6 separate regions of the Mus musculus genome follow, and regions 1, 3, 4, 5 and 6 are each linked to region 2. A link is a contact called in public promoter capture Hi-C data. All regions are on one chromosome and are shown on one strand. The core of a region is the stretch at or near the end of the contact, and the rest is flanking DNA. Distances in the headings are between cores, read along the strand shown. Region 1 has its middle 49 kb from the start of Vrk1. Region 2 holds the start of Ccnk (cyclin K). Region 3 holds the start of Papola (poly (A) polymerase alpha). Region 4 overlaps Ak7 (adenylate kinase 7). Region 5 holds the start of Hsp90aa1 (heat shock protein 90, alpha (cytosolic), class A member 1). Region 6 overlaps Vrk1 (vaccinia related kinase 1).

Region 1 (3,874 bases), core at 459-2,958, 2.2 Mb before region 2:
TTTTCTTCTGGGGGGACTTAATGACAATATGAGAACTCTTTGATCAGTTCCCTGAGAGGAACAAACTGGTGGGTTTTTAAGAAAGCTGGGCAAGGAACTTGGAAGCCACACTTTGGAAGAATGTCGGGTCTAGTCCATGGTGGTGGCAGTGGGGAAGGAGCAGCCATTAATGGATGCCGCTTCATTGACTTCCATTTGCAAACAGGATTCACTAGAAAGCATGATGGGGCCCCCAGAGAAAGCCCTAGTCAGTGTACACATGCACAGACACACAGACACACAGACACACAGACACACAGACACACAGACACACAAGCACACAGACACACAGGCACACAGGCACACAGACACAAACCAGACACACAGACACACAGACACACAGACACACAGACACACAGGCACACAGGCACACAGGCACACAGACACACAGACACACAGACACACAGACACACAGGCACACAGACACACAGACACACAGACACACAGACACACAGGCACACAGACACAAACCAGACACACAGACACACAGACACAAACCAGACACCTAGACACACTACAGCTGTTTTTTTTCCTTTAAATACATTATCACTGTTTAAGCTGATGGGTATAGGAAAGAATACAGTCTCTCCTTTTTTTTTCCCAGTCCAACAAGACTGCAGGAAAAAGTGATTCTGTTGTTGCCGAGGTTCAGAACAGCATAATTTTTTTTTTCCAGAACACCACCAGCTCAGCCGTGTTCCCTTTAATGCTGCTCGCTTTCCTTCTTAGAAAAGGGGTTAAAATTAGTAGGCACATTTCATATTAGCGTATTTCATGCAATAAAGCATAAATTATTTAAAATAACACGACCTTTTATCTTGCACCTTTTGAAGGAAGCAAATTAAAAATGTAAATTGGGAGCTAATTAATATGCAAATGTATTCATTCGCAGTTAACAATTAGCAATTAAACCTGCAGTGTCTACAAAGAGCACGGACAAAATTAGTAACTTAATTTATCATTAAAAAATGAAAACGTACACAAAATTTTAATTGACTTTCAAAATATTTTCCCTGCATTTCTTTTTCTTTCATTTTTTTTTAATGCTGAAAGAAATTCTAAAAAATATTATGCCTTAGCATTACGAATGAAACTGGGTGCACGCAGTATTCGGGGAGTTCATTTAATAGGAAAGCACGTTAGGAGAAGTTTGCCTTTTATATGAGGTATTAAAAAATGACATTTAAGAATGTTGACTTGTGTTTCATAGTTGAGTTCAAGACAGAAATAAATACACAGACTCCCCCGTGTTTGGGAATATAGATGGCAGAGATTTGTATGGATAAGGGGCACACTTCCTGTATGAATAGATGTGGCTGTGCATGTGTGTGCATGCGAGTTGGTGCCTTCCAGAAGATACACAGCAAGAGCCCAACCAAGCCATTTCCACGCTCCTGGTTCAGCTTTGAGAATTCCAGTATAAAACGGTTGCATGAAAAAAAAAATCAGCAACAAACAGCTTAAGATGTAAATAAGACACTCTAGGCTGATCGGGAGACGCATTTGCATTCCGTGTTACATTAAGCCACCCACACCACCACCCAGGCACGCAGATTCTCCACTTCTGCATATTTTTCTGACTTTGAGGTCGGTCTCCTACCCCCTCTCCCTGTCAGCCTAGCTCTGCCTGCAGATGTAGGCTTGTGTTTTCTGCACATTTCCATTCTAATGTCACGCAGCATAGGATAGGCGCCCAGCAAACGCGAACGAGCTGCTTGCAACCTTATTCTGGGTATTTAAACAGCACCTGCCGCCGGGCCCCATTAAGTCTCATTCACAAATGTTTTTCTTCCGTTCGGTCTCCATTCATCGATGGCCTCTCTGCATCCCCTCCTTGGATCCTCTTATGTTTAGAATTGGGCTGCACTGCCTGTCTTCTGGTCCACGCTGGCTCCTGGTCTCTTCCCTTAGAGTTGGGTTTTATCATCAACAGAGTCACTGCAGCACTCACAGGATAGTTTCAGCCGGGTGGCAAGTCTGGCTGTTTTCTATAGACAATAAACATCTCTCTCTTCTGAAATGACTCTAATGCAATTCAACCCACATTGTACAGCCTATTTCTATCACAGGCATAAAGGACAATGGTCCCCAGTGTGAGATTCTCAGGAGCCAGGAGGCCATGACAGTCAGAGTTTAAATTGATTTCGCCAGAGAAGGTGTTTGCTCTCTTTCTGGCAGGTTTTTCTGGCTTCAACTGTTATTCTTCTTAGATATGGACTTAGCTTATAAACCAGTGTGTGTGTGTGTGTGTGTGTGTGTGTGTGTGTGTGTGTGTATGTGTAGATTAAAGAAGTAATCTACCCTTTTATCACAGTATCGAAAACATGTACCCTTCAGATGATTTCCAATATGCCTGATAACCCCAGAACTTAAAAAAAAAATTCTTAGTTTGAACTTGGAATTAGGTTACAATGGTAAAAACAGGACCCTTGACTTGGGTGAAGTTATTGTGTTGTGGATCTGCTCACGTCCGTTTGACAGGAGAATTTTTATATCAGGACTCTGCCTAAGGTGTTTCAGGGTATAGGGAGCAAGCAGGGAGCAAGGAACCAAAGGGGTATCTCAGCTCAGCTGGTAATAGGGTCGCCATTCAGAGGAACCCACCACCAAGTCCAGTCCGCGTCTCTAAGGGCTTTAAGGTTCGTAGAAGGCAGCCAGGGACCAGTTTATAGAAACACTTCCTCCTTCTTTTAGAGAAAACAACATTCAATCTCAGTGCGGGGGGCGGGGTGGGGGTGGGGGGAACGTGGACTTTGTCACGGCCACTGCTGAGGGAGTACCTCAGACTCTTCCCTCCTCCCGAGCACCCCTCGGGCTGCTGAAGAAAGTGCTGGATGATCTCCTCCCAATATACAATATGTAAATCTCAATGCGAGAAGCAAATAAAAAACCCAACCTGCACGTAGTCTACCTCATCTGCCAAAAGAGACCCAACCGGCCTTCCATACTTTTTTTTTTTCTTTTTGCTCGGGCGCCTGCGGTAGCAAGCCGTTACAACAATCCGAAAATTAAGTTACCACAATTAGGAATTAGAAGCAGGTGGCATAATAATGGTGCTTTTTTTTTTCATTTCATTTATTAGCAAAAAGAGGGAGAGGCGCTTCATTTATTTTCATCAGCCCTCAGTAAAAGCATAGCAATTTGCAACACAAAAATCATTTCAAGTACCTCAGCCTCGTGCAACCTCGTTTTCCTTTTTTTTTTTTTTTTTTTTTTTTGCTTAAAAGCCTTTTAAAGTTTGCCTGCCCACCACCCCCGCCCCTCGAAAGTGGAGTGTGTGTGTGTGTGTGTGTGTGTGTGCGCGCGCCCTTACCCCTCCCCTCCCCCATGTTAGGTGACGAGGTAAGTGCAGATGGGATCGGATTATTTCCCCCCCTTAAAAAGTTCCGGGGAGCAGAGTTGGAGGTTGGGGGGGGGCACCAGTATGCCCTGCCTCCTTTGCCCAGTTTCTGTTTCACACGGCTTGTGTGTAACATCAAGTAAGGCACTCGACAACTCTCTGCACGCCCCCCCCCCATCAGCCACTCGGGGCCTCATCCACACCCCTGCACCCCTGAGCAGCCCAGCACCCTACAGGCTGCCCGGATGGTCCAGGACCCCAAGGCACGACAACCCTTGCGCTCCCTCTAGCGTTAGTATCTGGGATCGTCATGGGCTGCTGCGCAGCTGAGCTGCCTGCAATCCCTTGGTGTGCGAGATGATGTGGCGTGCACTCCGTTGCTGAGTGCACTCGATGTGCGGGGTGCACGGAGTATGCCGGGCGCTAGGGACTCCTGGAGTTGGATACGTAATTTTGCACGATGCTCCTGCGACCCCACGGTGGGAGATGCTAATT
Region 2 (3,549 bases), core at 12-2,511:
CCAGTGGCGCACGTCACTAATCAGCTCCTTCTCCAAGAGTGGCAGGCGGGGAGAAGAGGCAGAGTCGCATGCCCAGGCTGCAGCCGCAAGAAGGAAGAGTTGAAAATCGGAATGGCAAACTCCGAGAGCACGGACCGCTTCTCTCTCGCAGCGCGCTCGTCGCGTGTGGACCTCGGCCAGGGGCGCGTGGGAAGAAACCTGACCTATTTTCTACGCCCGCCTTTGCGAGCGGGCAGTGGAGGACAAGGCGCGGGGGCCGGGCTCCCCGTGGGCAACAGAGAGCTGCAGAGGGGCCTCGGCCCCAAGCCGCGTGCGCCTGCCACCGGAGGAAGGAAACCAAGGCTGCAGCCCGCCGCACGCAGTCCCAGCGCCCCGCGCGCACTCCGGGCCCCGGCCGTACCCGAGGGCGGCGCCCAGGCCGCGCCCAGGCCGCGCCCTGAACCTGCCGCCTGCCCCCGTCCCGGTGGAAGAGGGAAGCTGCAGACGCTCGCCAGTCCCCTCAGGGACCGGGCCTGCCGGGCCTCGGAGCCCACAGCCTCCCAGGCCCTGAGAACTCGGTCGCGGCCGAGCACCGGACCTCGGAGTCCGCACGCTCGGCCTCACCTCCTTAAGGAGCGGTGGAACCCCGTCCCCTCAGCCCGCGGGCCGCACGCGGGTGCTTGCCGTCCGCACTCACCTGCCCGCTTCGTCTTCGCGCAGCGGCGGCGCCACACTCCGGCCGGGACCCCACCGTCCGCCTCAACCAACCCCCAGGCGGCGGCGGCGGCGGTGGCGGCGGCGGCCGGACGGGAGGGGCTGGACGGCAGCCAGAGACAGCCCCGCCGCCTAGGCCCAACCCGGCTCCGCCCGCCCCTGGGCCCCGCCCACGGGCCGCCGCCGCCGTTCATTGGCCCGCACCTAACACGCCTCGGCGCGGCTCCGCCCCGCCGCCCATCCGCCCGCCAGCCAGGGTGCTGATCAGCCATTGGACATCAGCAACCGGGGCGGAGCCGTATCCGAAGACTCGATTGGTTAGATCTCGCGCTGTGATTGAACGACGGGAGCCCTGGCTCCGCCTCCGGGCCGAAGTTCCGTTAACAGGTTCGGTTGCTCCCGAACTCCCTTTCGCCAAGGGGGTGGGGCGATGGGAGGGTGTGTGCGAGTGTTTCCCCTCCCCCTACGGGCCGCAGTCCACAAGGCCGCAGGGTAGGCGGAGCGGCGACTGTTGACTTGTTACTTTTTTTCTTTTTTTTAGCTTTACTTTCTTCTAATTGGTTGACAGGCACCTGACTTTCGCCGCCCCCTCCGGCCGCTTCTTAACGTCCCGAGACGCAGGGAAATGACGTAGTTCCCCGACATTCCACCTCCAAGATGGCTGCTGTCAGGAAGGAGAGACGTCGCTGAGGGTTTTGCCTGAGGCGAGGGGTGAGTATCTAGCTGGCCGCGGGCAGCGCCGCCCACCGTCTGCGCTCCTGGTGGTCCGAGGAGGGTATTTTCCAGCTGCCTGGGTTCTACGGAAGAGTCCGGCTTCCCGGATTCCACCGCCCTCCTTGGAATCCCTGATGCACGTTGAAATTAGCAGGCGACGCGGGGTTGGCGGCGAGGGAGCTTCGGGACAGGGTCGGGTCCTCTGGGGTGCGCCGCTAATGCCTGGAACTGGAAGCTGACCTCGCAGAGGAAAGTGGTTGCGGTTTGGGGGATTCCTAGCCGAGGAATAAAAGGGTGGCGGGGCTTACACGCACAGACCCTGCCTCAGACCGACCCGGTCACCCACGGCTTGTGGATCCCTCTGTTAAGTAGGATTGAGGCTTTGGAAAGTGTTCCGTGACTCTTGAACCACGGAACTCAGGTAGGACCAGGAATGAAAAGGGACTTCCTCGATAAGACTCGTTCTTACCCAGACGTCATCCTCTCCTGAGTGCTTGTTTGCCTCGGTGTTAGGGGAACTGATCTTTATTAAGTTGAGAAATAACATGTATATGTTAATCTGAAAACGTTTAAGCAGTTTAACCTGCCTAATGTATTCTTGGTGGTGTTCTTAACTTTGGACTACCAATAAAACACAGCTTTCCATAAGTCACTCAGTGTTTAAAATCAGTTATCACAGACTGGCTGTCTTCCTACGTAACCCTGGCTGGTGTGTAGCTCTCTCTGTAAACTAGGCTGGCCTCCAGCGCAAAGATATCTTCCTGCCTCTGCCTCCAGAATGCTGGACTTAAAATTAAAAAGTCATGTGCCATGAGTCTTAGCTAAAGACTGGCCTTTTAGGTTTTAAAGACAAACCTCACACAGGTGGTATCTTGATATATGTTGTTTAAAGAATAATTGGCCAGCATTTTGCAGTTGTGGGTGTCTTTAACTTTTTTTTTATGAGTGATTCCATGAAAGTGTAGTGATTTCAAGCCTCAATACCTAGAACATTATATGGCACTTAGTAAACTATTGCTGAATGAATGATAATAGTTGAGAAATAGTAATGTTGATAAACATTTTGATTAAAATTGTTAGTGTCAGTTGGGTGGTAGTGGTGGCTCACATCTTTAATTAGAACACTTGGGGTCAGGGGCATGCAGATCTGTCTGAATTGAAGGCCATCCTGGTATACAGATCAAGTTCCAGAACAGCCGAGGCTACATAGAGAAGCAGTGTCCCAGAAACCAAGAGAGAGAGAGAGAAGCTGTTAGTGTTGTCAAAATCTGTTTGCTAAATAATCGATGGCAAGTCAAAAATTGCCCACGATAAATAAAATTGGTTTTAGGTGTTTCCTTTTTTTGTAGGAATTTCTTAAACAATAGCTAGTTAGGTTAAGTCTAATTCGTATTCTTAAGAGCAGATACATTACATAGCATTTATGTTGCAGAGTAATTTCAATGTCACGTAACTGTTGAGAGCTTTTGAGAAGTACTACAAATACAGTTAACGATGGAGGACTGTGATAGAGGCCAATCCCTGTCTAGAATCTTCTTAAAGTATAGATCAGCTATCTCTTTGATGTAAGAACTGATTAATGATCCAACTTCTGATAGAAAAAAGCTAAGTGATACAGATTGCATTCTTGTTGATAAAGGGTAGAACCAGGGCTGGAGAGATGGCTTGGTAGCTAAGAGTACTTGCTGTTCTTTCAGTGCACATGAGTTTTGTTCCTGAACACACATGACAGGCAGTTTCTGAAAACCCGTAATCCCAGCCACAGATAATCCACTCCTCACTACTGGCACCTATATACATGTGATTTACATAGGCACATATAAATGAAAAAAAATCTTTCTAAAAATACATATAAAAAAACAGGACTGGAGAGACAGCTCTGTGGATAAAGCATTTTTTATACAAGCACAAAGACCAGAGTTGAGATCCCTAGCACCCATATAAATAGCTGGACCTCATGGCGCACCTCTAACTGCAGTGCTACAAGGCAGGAGGATCCTATTGCATCACTGGCCGCCCAGCCTACCCTGCTGACCTTTCTCCAGGTTCCGTGAGAAACCCTATCTCAAAAAGTAAGCTTGAGGAAGATGTGCTTATGGCGTCCTCTGGCCTCTGTGTATGCCACGCAAGAGACCACAGCCT
Region 3 (3,539 bases), core at 2-2,501, 2.4 Mb before region 2:
ATGGGGAGGGAGCTTTAGGAGTGAAAGGAAGCCCTAAGTGCAGGGGACCTCCAAAAGCTTCTTTCTTTTTTTTTTTTTTTTTTTTTTTGGTTTTTCGAGACAGGGTTTCTCTGTGTAGCCCTGGCTGTCCTGGCACTCACTTTGTAGACCAGGCTGGCCTCGAACTCAGAAATCCGCCTGCCTCTGCCTCCCGAGTGCTGGGATTAAAGGCGTGCGCCACCACGCCCGGCCAAAAGCTTCTTTCAAGAAGCTATGAGAAGGAAAAGGAATAGTTGGGCCTTTCTAATGATTACTCAGAACAGAATGGTGAGTGTACCCAGCCAAACCCCGTAAGAAGTGTGCCAGGGGCTGGAAATTTTAGGAAGGAAAAATACATTATCTTAAGATGAACCCAGCATACTAGGAATGGCTCCTTTTTCTGAGTATGGTCCAGTAACCCGAACTTCACCTGCCCAACTGCATTAACTCTTCAGCACAGAGACAAGGTCATAGTCACACCCAGAAGTATATTCCAATCTATCACATAAAATTGGTAGTGGTGTTTCACACCTGTAATGTCAACACTCAGGAGGTGGAGGCAGGAGGATCAGAAACTAAGGGCTAGTAGCTTCATGGGAGCCTGTCTTATAAAACAAACAAGAACAACAACAACAACAACAACAAAAAACCCGCCAAAACCCCAAAGGTTACTGTCAATTTTATTAAATTATTGCCTTGGTCCGGAATCCCCTGCCCTGCACATTTGGCATGAGAAGCACAGGTCTGGGCAACACAGATGCAGAGGGTCATCGTCAGGGGAGGGGATCCACGGCCACACTTCTGGGACAGGCTCTGTACTGGGCTCTAACACATTTAAGTCCTCACTCACATCGATGTTTAAAAAGCAGTTCTCCCACGCAGCGGAGGTGCAACTGGCACCGAACAGCTCTCGGTTCCAGGCATCCCCCGCGCTTGGGCTGCCCCGCACGTGGCGCCCGCTTGGGCCGCGCCCCCTTCTCATCGCTGCCACGGCTGCGTCACTCTCATTCGCCAGGACGGCGTCGCCAAGCGAATGAACTACAGCCTCTCGCTCGGAGCCTCCCGCACCCATCCCACGCTCTACCACGAAAGCGTGAGATCACCGGGGGGGGGGGGGGGGGGGGGGAGGGGGAGAAGCGCCGCTTCACGCCGAGAACTACATTTCCCGTCAGGTCTTGCGGCGTCGCGCAGCGCGCGCGCAGGCGCGCGCTCGGTGTGCGTGGCGGCGTCAGCGGTTCTAGAACGTTGCTGTGGTAGCGCTCGGGCGCCATGTTAGGACGAAGGGGAAGGAGGAGAAGCGCTTAAAGCGGCGGGGCACGGGTGCAGGACTGGGTTGGCCCCGGGGCTGAGGTAGGCTGCCGTCCTTCCCGCCTCGGTGGATCATGCCCAGGACGGCAGCGGTCGCGGGGGGGAAGTGACTGGGCGGTGCCGGCGCCGGAGACGATGCCGTTGTAAGTGATTGGCGTGCTGAGTGAGGCGCACGCCGGCCGGGCCCCGGGGGTGGCGGAGGGGGAGGGGAGGCGCACGGGCGCCCCGGGCCGCGGCTTCCGGCCCCTCGGGCGCGGGGCCCCCGCAGGATCCCCAAGCGGAACGGCGCCCGGCGCGGACTGGCGGGCCGCGGCTCCCGGGTTCCTTCCTGTCCCGGTTTCACCATGGCGCCGTCCAGCCCCCTAGTTCCCCACTTCCGCTTCCCTCGGAGCGGGTGAGGAACCGGGGCCGGGAGGGAGCAGGCCGCGCTGGCGGCCCGGGGGCAGCTTCCGGAACGGCGGGCTGCGGGGCGGCGCCGTCCCTGCTTTGTTGTGACTAGGCAACCTGGCTTCGGCGCGCTACCTGATCGCTCCCGCCCTTGGGTCACTTGTGTTGTGATTGCGAGTGTACGCTTTGAGCTAATTCACTTAGGCCTTCTAATGTCGCTAGGTCTACTTTACACACTTGACCGTGATTTTTCTTTACTTAATTTCCCCCCTCCCCCCTTTTCTCCTAAGAAAGATATTTGGAAACCGGTTGTTGGGATTCGAAAGTAGATGAGGGTTTTATGTTCCAACTAACCTATCTTGGCGAAAAGGCTTTAGGTCGTGCGACTGCTTTTCTTCCAAACAAGAGAGGCAGTTTTGGACGTAGCCTCAATGTGACAGATCTAGGGTTGTACTTACTAATTTAAAAATGGATTTCATGCGCTTTTCTTTCTCACACACTAGCTTGCTAGCTTTACTCGACCCTGATGTTTAGTCCAGAGACCTGTCAGCTGTATTTCTGTAGTGATAACATTTGTTGGGCTTAATTAACCACAAAGTTCCCTTTGACTCCTTATTCATGGAACAAGGGTAAAGGAGCACGAGAATAGAATCTATAAAGATGTTTGGTGTTTTTCAGTGGGGTTCAAGTAGATGTGAGTGAGTGAGGTGTTGTCACATGATGACCTTGTATTAGCTCATCCAGACTTTTTTCTGATACATCAGTGCTTAAAAAAAGATATGGTTGCACACTCTAAAGGGAAGGCTTCGGATTAGAAATGTTATCTTGTGTCTGGGAGTGAAGGTAGGAGGGAGAGTACAGGTTTCCTGCAGTTTTTATTTCAGTGCACTTCTGAAAGTGGAACGGTACAAGGAGGCTGCATGAGCACCGCACATGTCCAGGTCTATGCTTGAAGTTCTTCAGTCTATTTCCTTTAGGTTTAAAAAAATGGAGCCAAGACAGATGGACATGCACATGACCCCTTTTTTTTGTGTGTTTCATGGGATTTGAACTCTATAGCCAGTTTCTTACAAGCTGTTCTATCTCCATCCAGAGTGTACTGGGACTTTTAATCCAGGGAAACCCAAGACTGCCTGGCTGAGGAGGACAGGCCTGCCTTCCTCCTCATTACTTTGTTTCTTGAGGGCTCTGTCCCTGAGCTCACCTCTCCATGGGACGCCTTGTTCTTCTGTGTGCCAGCATCACTTGCCATGATTTTTACTTTTGATCTTTTGAATTGAGATTTCCTGGATAGTTTGTGTTTGGTATCCAGTGTGGGTTTTGGTGTGCCTGTTAAATTTAGACAATGTAAGTTGGGATTGAAGCATAGACAGTTCAGGTGAATGGTCAGAATGGACTGAGTCGTTACAAAACATTCTCAAAGGTATATGGTTTGTGTATAATTACATACATAATTTGGAAAATGCTGGTACCTTTTGATTGCCATAGTGGTGAAACTTAGAAAAGTTATGGAGGAAGCTAAAGCTTTTTAAAATACTTGAAATTTCTGCATTCTCCATTAACAGAGTTTCTCACCTCAGTGCTGTAACCCTGGTAATTTCTGGAGGGCCCTTCCCACGTCTTGTTGGGTGTGTAACAGTACCTCTGACCTGCTTAGTGGTTGCCAACGGCTTTACCCCAGGAACTTCTCACAGTGGCAAACGCACAGATGTCCCCAGACTTTTCCAGATGTACTCTGAGGGACTTTGTTCGTGGTTTAAGAACCACTGCATTAACACAAAGTATATATCATTATAGACATTTTATTCTCTGTGCCATATGCTAGT
Region 4 (3,774 bases), core at 609-3,108, 2.4 Mb before region 2:
CTGGGATTAAAGGCGTGCGCCACCACTCCCGGCTTACCTTTGACTTCTTGTTTGTTTCAGCACGACACTTGAGTTTCTGAAAGACAAGACTTTCTGAATTCTTACTACCAGTGACCTGTGTGATACAGAAAGTAGAAGAAAGGAAAGGTTTTTCCTTTGCTTTGCTTTGTTGTTTTTTACATATTTTGTTCGTTTGTTCATTTTGAGGCAGAGTCTCTTGTAGCCAAGGCTGGCCCCAAACTGGCTAAGTAGTGAAGGGTGGTCTCGAATTCCTGGTCCTCCTGGTCCTCCTGCCCCTCACTCCTGAGTGCTGGTATTGCAGGTGTGTGCCACCATATCCTGTATGTAGTGCTGGGGATCAAACCTGGAGTCGAGCGTGTGCTGGGCAAACACTCTATCAAATGGACTATCACCTCATTCATTCATATATATATATATATATATATATATATATATCCTGCCTGCCTGTGGTACCATACCCAGCTTGAGAGATATTTTAATGAGATCATTTTGTTGTCATCTATAAAATGATAACAAGTGGCCCCAAACTATTGATTTCACATCTCAGACTCCCTGGTAAGCTGAAGGTGCGATGTGTGGCCTGGAAGAGTCTTTGGGGCTTGGGAGACACACTAGCTTTTAGGCCTCATCAAGCCATGGACAGACAGGGCGCCTTGAACGTGACCACAGCCGGGAAATGGTAGCCGGCTGCAGAGGAGGCGTGCACACTGCAATTGACCTGCCAAGCCCTCTGTAGAGCAGACTCCTCCCTCTCAGGCTCTCCTAGCAGTTTCCAGGAACTCTGGGTTGGGGCTAAAGAAAGAACCTCTCAAAGGGCAAAGGTCAGAAATGTGACCTGGAGGAGAGGGTGTGGGGGCGGGGCGAGCACAGTCTGACTGCAGCTTCATTTTTAAGGACTAATTTTATTAATTATTATTTAAGGTGCTAGGAGTAGCAAACCCAGGGTGCACCCAGCAGGTGCTGAGCCTCTAGGCTCTGGCCTCAGCCCTTTTCTGAACGTGTTTAAAGTCAGTTTGAGTTTGCTGTTCAGATCCAGCAAATATTTACTGAGCGCCTCCTTTTGTTGGGGAGGGATAGGGTGGAGGATAGGGTGGAGGACAGTGTGTATGTAAAACGCAGGTCCCCATCTGTGCCGAGCACATGTTCTACCACTGAGATAGAGTCTCAACCTAAATGCCCGTGTTAGCAAAATTGTAAAATGTAATCGATAAGTTGTTTCTCCGCCGATGGAATGAGCCTAGATTAGATTATATATAGGCAGGTTTACTGGGAAGCTGCCCTCTGACCCCAAGGATTGATTGAGGCCAGGGATGTCTTCAAAAATGCAAAGAGGTGTGGGGAGGGGCGGAGAGAGAAGAGAAAGAGGAGAGGGAGAGAGAAGGGGGGTGAGAGAGAAGAGAAAGAGAGATAAGGAGAGAAAAGAGAGAAAGAGAGATAAGGAGAGAGAAGAGAGACAGAGACAAAGAGGAGAGGGAAGAGGAGAAGATGAGAGGGGGAGAGGGAGGGGGAGAGAGAGAGAGAGAGAAAGAGAGAGAGAGAGAGAGAGAGAGAGAGAGAGAGAGAGAGAGAGAGAGAGAAGAAAATGTCTTGATTATATAGGAGCCTCTGGGAAAGGGCAGCCCTGTCCCTGGGCTGGAAAGTTCAGGGTGGGGGTGGGAACAGGGTATGCCAGGTAGAGACTGAGGGATTCTGAGAGAGCCTGGAGGCCAGGTCTGCTTTGATATGTAATAATTGTCATCTCTGAGGCTTACTCTCAGAAGCTTCTGGCCTCCACACAACCTTACCTGTGCCTAGACTGTTCTCAGCCCCTGAGACTTGCTCCTGAGTAAGCTCACCTCTTTTGTTCTCTCTGCCCTCTGGCTGGCTGGTCAACTCAGCTGTTCTGGCTCAAACTCCTCTCTAAGCTGGCTGATTCAATCTGGCTTCTTTCCTGAATTGCTCTGCTTGGCCTCATACTAATTTTGGCAATCTATTCTAATCCTTGGCTCCTTCTCATTCTCTGGCTCTTTCCGTCTTCACCTGTGTCTAGCTTGTTCTCTCTTCAACCTGTACAACGTTGCCAGTAAAACTGCCTACTTCTTCTGCTGCCCTTTCTTATCTCTATCTTCCCTTTTCTCTCTCTTCTAGTGAGAATTGGGCATATCCTACTCTGTCAAATCTTTCTCTGGTTCATCATTTTGTCTGCCGCTCAATTAGACACCACTTTCAAACATGGGTGAATCCTTCATTGTAACTACCTTTACCTTCATTGTTTGGGATTAAAGGTTCGTACTAAGGTCTTGTCTGTATTCCATCCAGAAGGATAAAAGGTGTGTGCTGAGGTTGAGACACACCACAACTAGAAATAGTTGTGTTTTGTTTTTTTTTTTTTCCAGCAAATTTTGGTGTTCACAGTATGATCAAATATCCTGCAACACAAAATACTCAAATACTGTCTCGCTCAACTCCCACAACAGAAGTAGTGATTTACTACTATATGTTAAGGTCAGCACTGAGGGGCAGTGAGATGGCTCAGGGGTAAAGGCGACTGCAGCCAAGATGATGGCCTGAGTTCTAGCTCCTCTAAGACCCATGTGGTAGTGCTATGCCCTGAGTCCTCGGGAAACCCAGACAAGCCCAAGAGTTGTGAAGTCTGCTGCAATTTGCAAAATAGTCTTTTTCTTTAAATGTCCAGTCCTGACTAGGATCGCAAGACCCCGTAGGTTCTGGCGTGCAATCCTGAGCTCAGAAAACACTGTGTTTATACAGTGCCCTTAGACGTTCTTAGAATGCTTAGGGTGAAGGGGGGTGGAGGTGGGGTTTGGTAGGATGGAACTGAAGCTGGGGGGGGGTGATTAAAGAGTGTCTTTTGTGGGGCTATCAGGAACTAGTTTTACAGCCGGCTATAACTGTCTGTGTCCTCTGATTAACTGCTTTCTATGATTTAAGTGTGGGACCCTAATCTCCTTTCTTCAAGGACAGGCACCAGCTGCACCTGGTTATCTAGGAGGCTGCTGGCCTTGGTGCCACCAAAGCCGAGTTCTTGTGGTCTATCTTATTTCGGCTGGCACTCTCAGCTCCTTGAGTCCCCTTGGAGCAGTTAGGGAGGTGGGGTGAACCCCCACGTTTGCTGCAAGGCAGGAGGGGGAGCAGGGCTTCTGTGAGGCAATATAGAGGCAAACTGCAGAAAGGAAGTCTTATCGTGCTTCTCAGGGAGAGTGCAGAGGTGAGCCTTACCGCTCTTGCTCTGTGTGTGTGTGTGTGTGTGTGTGTGTGTGTGTGTGTGTGTGAGAGAGAGAGAGAGAGAGAGAGAGAGAGAGAGAGAGAGAGAGAGAAAACCTTCTGCAAGAGAGTGCAGAAGCAGGCAGTCTATGCACCTCAGTAGCAGAAGAGAACTGACTCTCACAATTGTCCTCTGACCTCAAGATGCACCCGATGGCACGTGTGTACCCACAAAATAAATAGCATGTAAAAAGAATAATAATAAAAGGGAGGAGGGCTGGAGAGTATGCACTGCCCTTGGAGAGGTTCCTAGCACATCGGGCAGCTTAGAACCACCTAGAACCACATTGGATCCCAGTTCCAGGAGATCCAATGCCTTCTAAGGACACACACACACACACGTGATACACACACATGTGATACACACAGGCATGCACACACACAGGGGCACATAAATTAAAAACGAAAAGAAGCTTCAGAGTGCTTAGAGTGCTTAGCGCACACCTTTAATCCTAACACTCGGGAGGCAGAGGCAGATAGATCTTTGTGAGT
Region 5 (3,481 bases), core at 287-2,786, 2.5 Mb after region 2:
ATTTCCTAGCCCAGGTCCTGAAGCTCCCTTTAGATTAACAATTTTGTTGAAAAGCTCAGGACTTAGCACTAAGGCTATGTATGCCAGACTGCTCTTTAACTCTTCAACTCTCCAAGTTAACCCTCTCAAGCACTTACTGAAGTTAACCAGACACCCCCTACAATTGAATACATTCCTTTTGGCCTATGCCTACCTGTGTCAGTCCTCACTGTGAAGGATCCCCCAGCTGAGGACTCCCAGGCATACTGCTCATCGTCGTTATGCTTCGTGATGACAGTCACTTTCTCAGCAACCAAATAGGCAGAGTAAAAACCAACACCAAACTGGCCAATCATAGAGATATCTGCACCAGCCTGCAAAGCCTCCATGAAGGCTTTGGTGCCCGACTTGGCAATGGTGCCAAGGTTATTGATCAAGTCGGCCTTGGTCATTCCAATCCCGGTATCCACAATGGTCAGGGTTCGGTCCTGTTTGCTGGGAATGAGATTGATGTGCAGCTCCTTCCCCGAGTCCAGTTTACTGGGGTCCGTCAGGCTCTCGTAACGGATTTTATCCAGAGCCTATTAAGAAAAGATTAAAAATGAAAAAACCGTCAAGCGCAAACCCCAAGGTGAAATTTTCAGGGAAAGCAACGTCCAATCCTCCAAGTGGTATACTCACGTCCGATGAATTGGAGATGAGCTCCCTCAGAAAGATCTCTTTGTTCGAGTAGAAGGTATTGATGATCAAGGACATTAACTGGGCAATTTCTGCCTGAAAGGCAAAGGTCTCGACCTCCTCCTCCTCCATTGGTTGGTCTTGGGTCTGGGTTTCCTCAGGCATCTGGAACACAGAGGACGACTCTAAAGCCTCACAGAATGGCTGCAGGCGTGCTAACGACCGCCCCTCCTCTATAGAGGTCTCTTACCGACTCTATTTTGGACTAAGAAAGGGACGAAATAGAAAAGGGCGACGGGGCGGGGGGTGGATGACAAAGGGATGACCTCATTTCAGAATGCGGTAATTACGAAGCGCATGTGCGCGCCTCCGGGAGGACGTTCGGACCCGGGCGGCTCCACGCACGCCGTTCCTAACGGCCACCCTCCCCCAACCCGCCGCTATGGCGCCTCCCTCGCCCGCCCGCGCCTCGGCGGCACCGGCGACAGCCCAACCCTCGCTTCGCTCGCCCCGCGCCCGCCTCGCCGCCGCCACCGCTCCTCCTCGGCGGCCATTGCCGCATCCCCGGCCTGGGGCGTAGATATGAGGCCCGCCTGGGGCCTAGGGTCGGAAGCCATGGCCGCCCACCTCCGCGGGCTGAGGGAACTCGGATGGTGGCCCCGCTGCCGCCGCGGCGCCAGCAACCTACGGCCCTGCTCCCCAAGCCCCCGCTAAGTCCGCCTGCGCCATCACTCACCGTGGCTGAATGAACACGCACGAGACGTGACGCTCCGCACCAGGACACTGAAGCAACTGGCGCGCCGCCCCCTGCGCCGGCCTTATATAGAGGCGGGCCCGCCCAGCGCGCGGCGCTTCTTTCCAGAAGCCTCCGGAACCTTCCGGAAGAACCCTCCCCAACCGTCGCCTCGGCCGCGCGCCCGCGCCTGCGCAATGGACGGGCCCCGCCCCTCCACCTGGAGCGCGCCGAACCCGCGCGGAGAACGAACGCAAGCCCCTCCTCCACAGCCAGGTGCTCTGCACATGCGCAGTCCGGAACGCTCGGCGGGCCGGGCGCCTTCCCGGGCCGCACGCGCGCGCGCGGACGGGCCGGCCAGCGCATGCGCCTGAAGCCTCCATGTGAGCCCTGTGGTCTAAGGCTTCTTTTCCCCGGCGCTCTGTAAAAGGGACGTCCCCATGGGAACGCGCGCGTGTTGTGTGAACCTCGCGGTCCTCTGCGGCGCTTTAGGTCCTTGCAGGCAAAAGGTCCCCCTTCGGGCTCCCTTTGGGAACGCGGACCCCGCAGGAGGCGAGTCCCGCCCCCCCCCTGGCTTCCACCTTGATGGGTGGGGCGCCTCCCGGACTGGGGTTCTGGTTGCGTAGTCTGAATTTCAGGGCTGACCCCGCTGGAGTGTGTTCTGAAGCCTTACAGTGGGCTTACTGAGAGACCTTACACGGTGGGTCTTACAAATCCGTCCAGAGTGCTTGGGGATTTCTCTTTGACCAAAAGCTATGACCCTCAAATTGGGCGTTGTGAGGGATTTTGTATCAAATTTGTGCTACCTTAATTTACTGTAATTTTGGGGCTGGAAAGATGGCTCTTCCAGTAAAGGTGCTTGGGTTTGATATCTGCCACCCAGAGCGTGGGAAAAAAAGCTAGCCTTCAGCGCTGTGTCTCCCACGTGCCCATACACACACACACTCGCACAGTGTGAAAATAAGTGTAAAGGACTAGAGAGATGGCTGGGAGCAGTTAGTGGTGCCAAACACGCACGTTAAGGCAGCTCACAACCACCAGTTACTACAGTTCTTGGAAATAAACTATCCTCTCTGGCCTCCACGGGCACCAGGAACACACATGGTGCACAGGCACACGCAGTCAAAAAATGGTCATATAAAACACTCTATCCTGATTTTTGAAGCACCTTCATATGGTGTACATACGAAGTTACTTTGGGCGATTAACGTGACCCAAAAGATAGTTTCCTTGTTTGTTTATCTTTAATATAGGCTTCGGTTTCACTCCCCATACCTTTCCTTTGGGTTACTCCCACCCTGTATTTCCTATTTCCGCATCTTTTCCTGCTGACAAAACGATTACTAAGATTAGAAAGAAAAGGGCTGGAGAGATAGCTCAGTGGTTAAAAGCATGGACTGGTCTTCCAGAGGACCCAGGTTCAATTCCCAACACCCACAAGGCAGCTCACAGCTGTCCATAACTCCAATATCTGACACCTTCACACAAACATACATGTAGGCAAAACACCAATACACATAAAATAATAAATAAAAGCTTAGAAAGAAAAGAAGCCGGGAAAGAGGAAGCCAGGCAGTGGTGGCATAAGCCTTTTTAATCCAAGCACTCGGGAGGGAGTCAGAGGCAGGTGGATTTCTGAGTTTGATGACAGCCTGGTCTACAGGGTGAGTTCCAGGACAACCAGGGAAACCCTGTCTGGGGGAGTTGGGGGGAAGAAAGAAGAAAGAATGTGCTCTGTGGACAAAAACACAGCAGGCAATTTCCTCTGGGAGAGGAAGAAAGTCACCCATCTCCATCTCGCCCTCCCTCCAGGGAACGAGGCCCTTTCCCAGCAGCTGAGGAAAGACCTCTGGCCCCCCTCTCTGAACTGAGTGGGGGCATTAAGTAGAAACAGTTTTCTTTTTTGAGGTATTAGCTTTTTTTATACAGGATCACATTTTGCAACCCCTTGCTATGCAGAGCAGGCTGGCCCTGAATTCACATAGATCTGCCTGCTCCTGTTGAGGTGTGTATCATCGTCCCCAGCTGTACTCTCCAGGGCCACTCCTTTTCCCTAAGACTGGCCTTTTGTGTTGGGTGCCAGGACTATTA
Region 6 (3,542 bases), core at 934-3,433, 2.1 Mb before region 2:
CATTCAGTTCCCAGAAAAAAGATACACAGCTTTCATTTTTATAATAAGCCTTTATGTACCAGAACTGGGCCAGACCTCATGGCCATGTTTTCATGACTCACCTCCTCTCTCTTCCCCAGCCTCTCCTAGTGGTCTCTGCCTCAGACCGGAAGCACAGGAACCCATACTCCACCTATTTCTCTTCTGCCGAGCTATAGGCGGGAGGCTTCTTTATTCACCATTCAGGGATAACTTGGTGGGGTGGGGTGGGTAAGGTTACATAGTGTCACTTGTATGTGTGCAGATTTTCTTGTCCCTGGCAGCAACCAGGCCTTGGGAGCCAGTATTCAATATAACACATAGCAAAAGACCAAACATCAACAAATGATCTCTTTAAGTTTGAGGCCAGCCTGGTCTATAGAGCCAGGACTACACAAAGAAACCCTCGTCAAACAGCAAGACCAAGACCAAGACCAAAGGAACAAGAACAGCAGCAGCAGGTTTACTTAGCTGGGGGGTAGGGGTGCAGTCTTTTCATCCCAGCAGTGGGTGAGGCAGGCAGATCTGTGATTTCCAGGCCAATAAGGGCTACATAGTGAGACCCTGTGCCAAAACACAACAGCAAAAACCTTGATTGCAGGCACAACTGTCTCCTTCCCTGCGAATCCTAGTGGGAGTGTGCTTACACAGGTCCTGTTTGCATGGGTTCTTCTTTCCGTCTTTGCATTCTGTTGTTTTACCTCACTCTCAGCTTTGTTATTGATGTAAATTTTGAGTTTTAAGGCATCATATAGCTGAGGTAGGCCTCAAATGCACTTTTATCTCTAATCTTGATTTAGTTAGTTAACAAGTTATTTAATTTCTTTTTAAGGATGGCTGTGAACCACCACGTGGTTTCTGGGATTTGAACTCATGACCTCTGGAAGAGCAGTCAGTGTCCTTAACCACTGAGCCATCTCTCCAGCTTATGTAATTTCTTAATGATTACCTTCCTCTCTTTTGAGAGACATGGTCTCACTGTGAGATTCTGATTAGCTTTGGACTCAGAGATTCTCTTACCTCTGTGTTCCAAGTGTTGAATAAGAGTATATGCCATTCTGCCTGGCACAACTTTTAAAAAATTATATATTTTTGGTACTGGTTAGAAGAAGGAGTTGGATCCCCTGAGACTGGAGTTAGAGATGGTTGTGAGTCACCATGTGGATGGTAGGGATCCAGTCCTGGTCCCGGAAAAGCAGCCAGTGCTTGCAGCCATTTAGCCATAGCTCTAACCCTGAAAGTTTCAAATGTTATATTTAATAGTAGTTTACATAGAATGAAATGTTGTAGATATTTTTTAAAAAACCCCACAGATGTAAACATCTATAATATGAAACTACTTGACTTTTTTCCCTTTCAAGTAGTTACTACAAAATGAAAACTTTCTAGCGACATCTGACTTGGAATGCTACTATTATAGTGAAGGTTCCCATCGTCTGGAAACTGGTCAGAATGGCTGTTCTCGTGTTCCACCCTCCTCCTCACTCAGAGCTGTCTGAACAGGCTCTCCATGTGGTCCAGGGCATCCTGGGATTTGAGAACCATGATAGGAGACAGCTGCTTTCACTCACTCGCTTGCTTCATGCCCCTGAGTGGACTCCTCGCTCTGTACTTGTGTTCATGAAACATGGCTGACAGCGCTTCTCACCATGTCTTGCACACAAGCCTCCTGATGGAGACTGTACTGGCCTTTGGAGCGGTACATGCTGCTTCTCTGGTTTTGTTTGGACATAGAGCCGTCCTAGTGAAGTACGCTGTATTTATGTACGGTGAAAGTCTTCATAAACCATGGAAAGTGGCTGCTCATGAAATGTTCACATTGTTACGAGAAAGCCCAGGGGGATTTGGTGATTGAGCCACACGGTCACTGTGGTTCCTGATTTCAGAGGGGTCAGTCCATGCTGTTTGGCTCCACACCCCATGTGTTTAGGCAGAGGGCATGAGACTGGAGAGTTTCACCTCTGGTGCAGAGGAAGGCTCCAGGGCAAGATGCCTCTGCTGGCTTTCACTGCCCAGTGACCTTCTCCAGCTATGTCCAGCCTTCTCAAGTTTCTAGAACTTACCCCATTGGCTGTGTCTTCTGCCACTGTATGTGGGGGCGCTTTGTCTCCATCCACACTATTATGTTAGTTATATCAGCCAAGTGCATATTCAGGCGTGTAATTTAGAGGGGGCGGTGTAGTTGCTGCAGGAGTTTGTTAACAGGAACTTGTAGTTAAGTAGGTTGTCCCTTTTAGTCTCCTAAAATCTGTACCTCAGCCACCGTGCTCCCGCGTGGGCTTTTTTCAGGGCCACTGTGCTCCCGAGTGCTTTTCTTGCTTTTGTGGCCCTTTGCAGATCTGGAACTTGCTTTGTGTGCATGTTGAGTATTTTATTTCTGTCATTGGCAGGTGCTGTTGACACATTTTTAGTACCCAGTGGGCAGTCTGAGTTAGGCCTCGGCTTTAACTGTGTGTGTGTGGAGAGGAGGATTGGCTTGAGGCCTGTGCCTTCCTTGCTGTGGGCACCGATGCACTGATGCCGCCCTGTGTGAGTGTGACCACGGAAGTGAGGCTCTCACCATTTTGATTTTGCACAATGCTGCTTCCCCAAAGCTGAGGTTAGGGCAGGGCGTGCACATACGTATTCCCTGGCCTTCCCTAACATTGCATGATGTTTTCCACACCTGAATACTTCTCTCAGTTCTAGGACACGCAGGTACTTGTTGTCAAGGCTCAATTCTTGTCTTCTTTGTGCCTGGCGTAGTGCGTGCATGTGTTATGGATAAATCACTTCGTTTCTTTACTCTCTTCTCATTTGAGTGTGCAGTATTAATGGGATGCTATCTTCATTTTCATGTTTTGTTAAAGATTCTGGACCTGCCTTACTTATTAATTCACCATCTAAATACTGCTCCCCGGGGCTGTCCTAGGGAGCTGGTGAGCGTATCTGGAAGCTGGTGCGCGTATCTGGAAGCTGGTGCTTCTCCTGTGTCTGAGGTACTTTGGCTGCAACTCTTGCATGGTTTTCTTCCTTGGTTTCTGTGGCTGTTGTCGCAGTCTGCCTATCCTCTGTTCTAAGGTGACAGTGCCTTTGGCATCAGTCCTAGCACTTTTCTCTCTTTGTTCATTCCCAAGGAGCTTTCTTTCAGTGTGAGGCTCTAAATAAATGGCCTTTCCATTTAAACTGCTGGAGACTGAACCGAGACCTCATCTACACGGCGCATGCATGTGCTATCATCCCTTTGAACTAGAGCCTCTCCCTGATAGCTGGCGTTTCTTTGCTAATCACTTACGAGCTCAAGACTTGTATCTCTAATAGACTAAGATCTGCACCAGCGCCTCGTGTTGCTATGGCAGAAGCACCCTAATGGGGAGGATTTCTTTGGCTCACAGTTAGACATTGAGTCTACAGTTGCACTCATATACGTGGGGGAACATGGTGGTGGCAGGAATGCATGGGTGGCTATCCACAGTGCACAGACCAGGATGCAGAGAGTGTAGGTCAGAACTGGGTATGGGCTGTAACTAGCTGTCAGAGGCCCT

The links. Promoter capture Hi-C pulls out the DNA fragments that hold promoters and counts their contacts.
Region 1: a promoter capture Hi-C map of hippocampal neurons shows a contact between it and region 2, with 8 times the contacts expected there. The contact joins the enhancer-like site here to the promoter of Ccnk in region 2. A contact is called at or near these places in 6 of 39 promoter capture datasets (cranial neural crest, embryonic stem cells, hippocampal neurons and 3 more), 4 of 115 datasets of contacts at active chromatin or transcription factors (embryonic forebrain, embryonic stem cells, large pre-B cells and 1 more) and 1 of 9 other capture datasets (embryonic stem cells).
Region 3: a contact with region 2 is called in a promoter capture Hi-C map of pre-B cells, with 16 times the contacts expected there. The contact joins the promoter of Papola here to the promoter of Ccnk in region 2. A contact is called at or near these places in 19 of 39 promoter capture datasets (the 3T3-L1 cell line, 3T3-L1-derived adipocytes, the C10 cell line and 12 more), 8 of 484 Hi-C or Micro-C datasets (B cells, CD4 T cells, CD8 T cells and 5 more), 13 of 115 datasets of contacts at active chromatin or transcription factors (T-cell acute lymphoblastic leukemia, astrocytes, bone marrow-derived dendritic cells and 10 more) and 3 of 9 other capture datasets (adipose tissue, liver and macrophages).
Region 4: a contact with region 2 is called in a promoter capture Hi-C map of liver, with 4 times the contacts expected there. The contact joins the enhancer-like site here to the promoter of Ccnk in region 2. A contact is called at or near these places in 4 of 39 promoter capture datasets (cranial neural crest, liver and second pharyngeal arch cranial neural crest) and 1 of 484 Hi-C or Micro-C datasets (muscle stem cells).
Region 5: a promoter capture Hi-C map of neutrophils shows a contact between it and region 2, with 6 times the contacts expected there. The contact joins the promoter of Hsp90aa1 here to the promoter of Ccnk in region 2. A contact is called at or near these places in 2 of 39 promoter capture datasets (neutrophils and pre-B cells).
Region 6: a contact with region 2 is called in a promoter capture Hi-C map of neutrophils, with 5 times the contacts expected there. The contact joins the enhancer-like site here to the promoter of Ccnk in region 2. A contact is called at or near these places in 12 of 39 promoter capture datasets (3T3-L1-derived adipocytes, the C10 cell line, the HPC-7 cell line and 9 more), 2 of 484 Hi-C or Micro-C datasets (both in CD4 T cells) and 6 of 115 datasets of contacts at active chromatin or transcription factors (astrocytes, bone marrow-derived dendritic cells, embryonic stem cells and 2 more).

What each region holds. Positions count from the first base shown.
Region 1 is chr12:105,959,178-105,963,051 of GRCm38.p6, forward strand. No RefSeq gene overlaps it. Among named protein-coding and RNA genes, the nearest start is that of Vrk1, 49 kb to the right of the region's middle. Within about 2 kb of position 1,709, at least 30 of the 459 cell types and tissues checked have an H3K27ac peak or open chromatin away from gene starts, as enhancers often do. A contact at or near this core is called in embryonic forebrain and hippocampal neurons, where this site is marked.
Region 2 is chr12:108,178,477-108,182,025 of GRCm38.p6, forward strand. It overlaps Ccnk (cyclin K), which reads left to right and starts at 1,262. Exons shown (of 12, transcript NM_009832.2): 1 at 1,262-1,404. It overlaps Setd3 (SET domain containing 3), which reads right to left and starts at 808. Exons shown (of 13, transcript NM_028262.3): 1 at 677-808.
Region 3 is chr12:105,783,446-105,786,984 of GRCm38.p6, forward strand. Papola (poly (A) polymerase alpha) reads left to right here and starts at 1,252. Exons shown (of 22, transcript NM_011112.4): 1 at 1,252-1,469. The coding sequence starts at 1,462.
Region 4 is chr12:105,757,208-105,760,981 of GRCm38.p6, forward strand. All of the region lies in intron 12 of Ak7 (adenylate kinase 7), which reads left to right. Among named protein-coding and RNA genes, the nearest start is that of Papola, 26 kb to the right of the region's middle. Within about 2 kb of position 1,859, at least 38 of the 459 cell types and tissues checked have an H3K27ac peak or open chromatin away from gene starts, as enhancers often do. A contact at or near this core is called in liver, where this site is marked.
Region 5 is chr12:110,694,859-110,698,339 of GRCm38.p6, forward strand. Hsp90aa1 (heat shock protein 90, alpha (cytosolic), class A member 1) reads right to left here and starts at 1,537. Exons shown (of 11, transcript NM_010480.5): 1 at 1,394-1,537; 2 at 661-822; 3 at 194-560. The coding sequence starts at 822.
Region 6 is chr12:106,037,923-106,041,464 of GRCm38.p6, forward strand. The region is part of intron 2 of Vrk1 (vaccinia related kinase 1); the gene reads left to right. Among named protein-coding and RNA genes, the nearest start is that of Vrk1, 29 kb to the left of the region's middle. Within about 2 kb of position 2,184, at least 12 of the 459 cell types and tissues checked have an H3K27ac peak or open chromatin away from gene starts, as enhancers often do. A contact at or near this core is called in neutrophils, where this site is marked.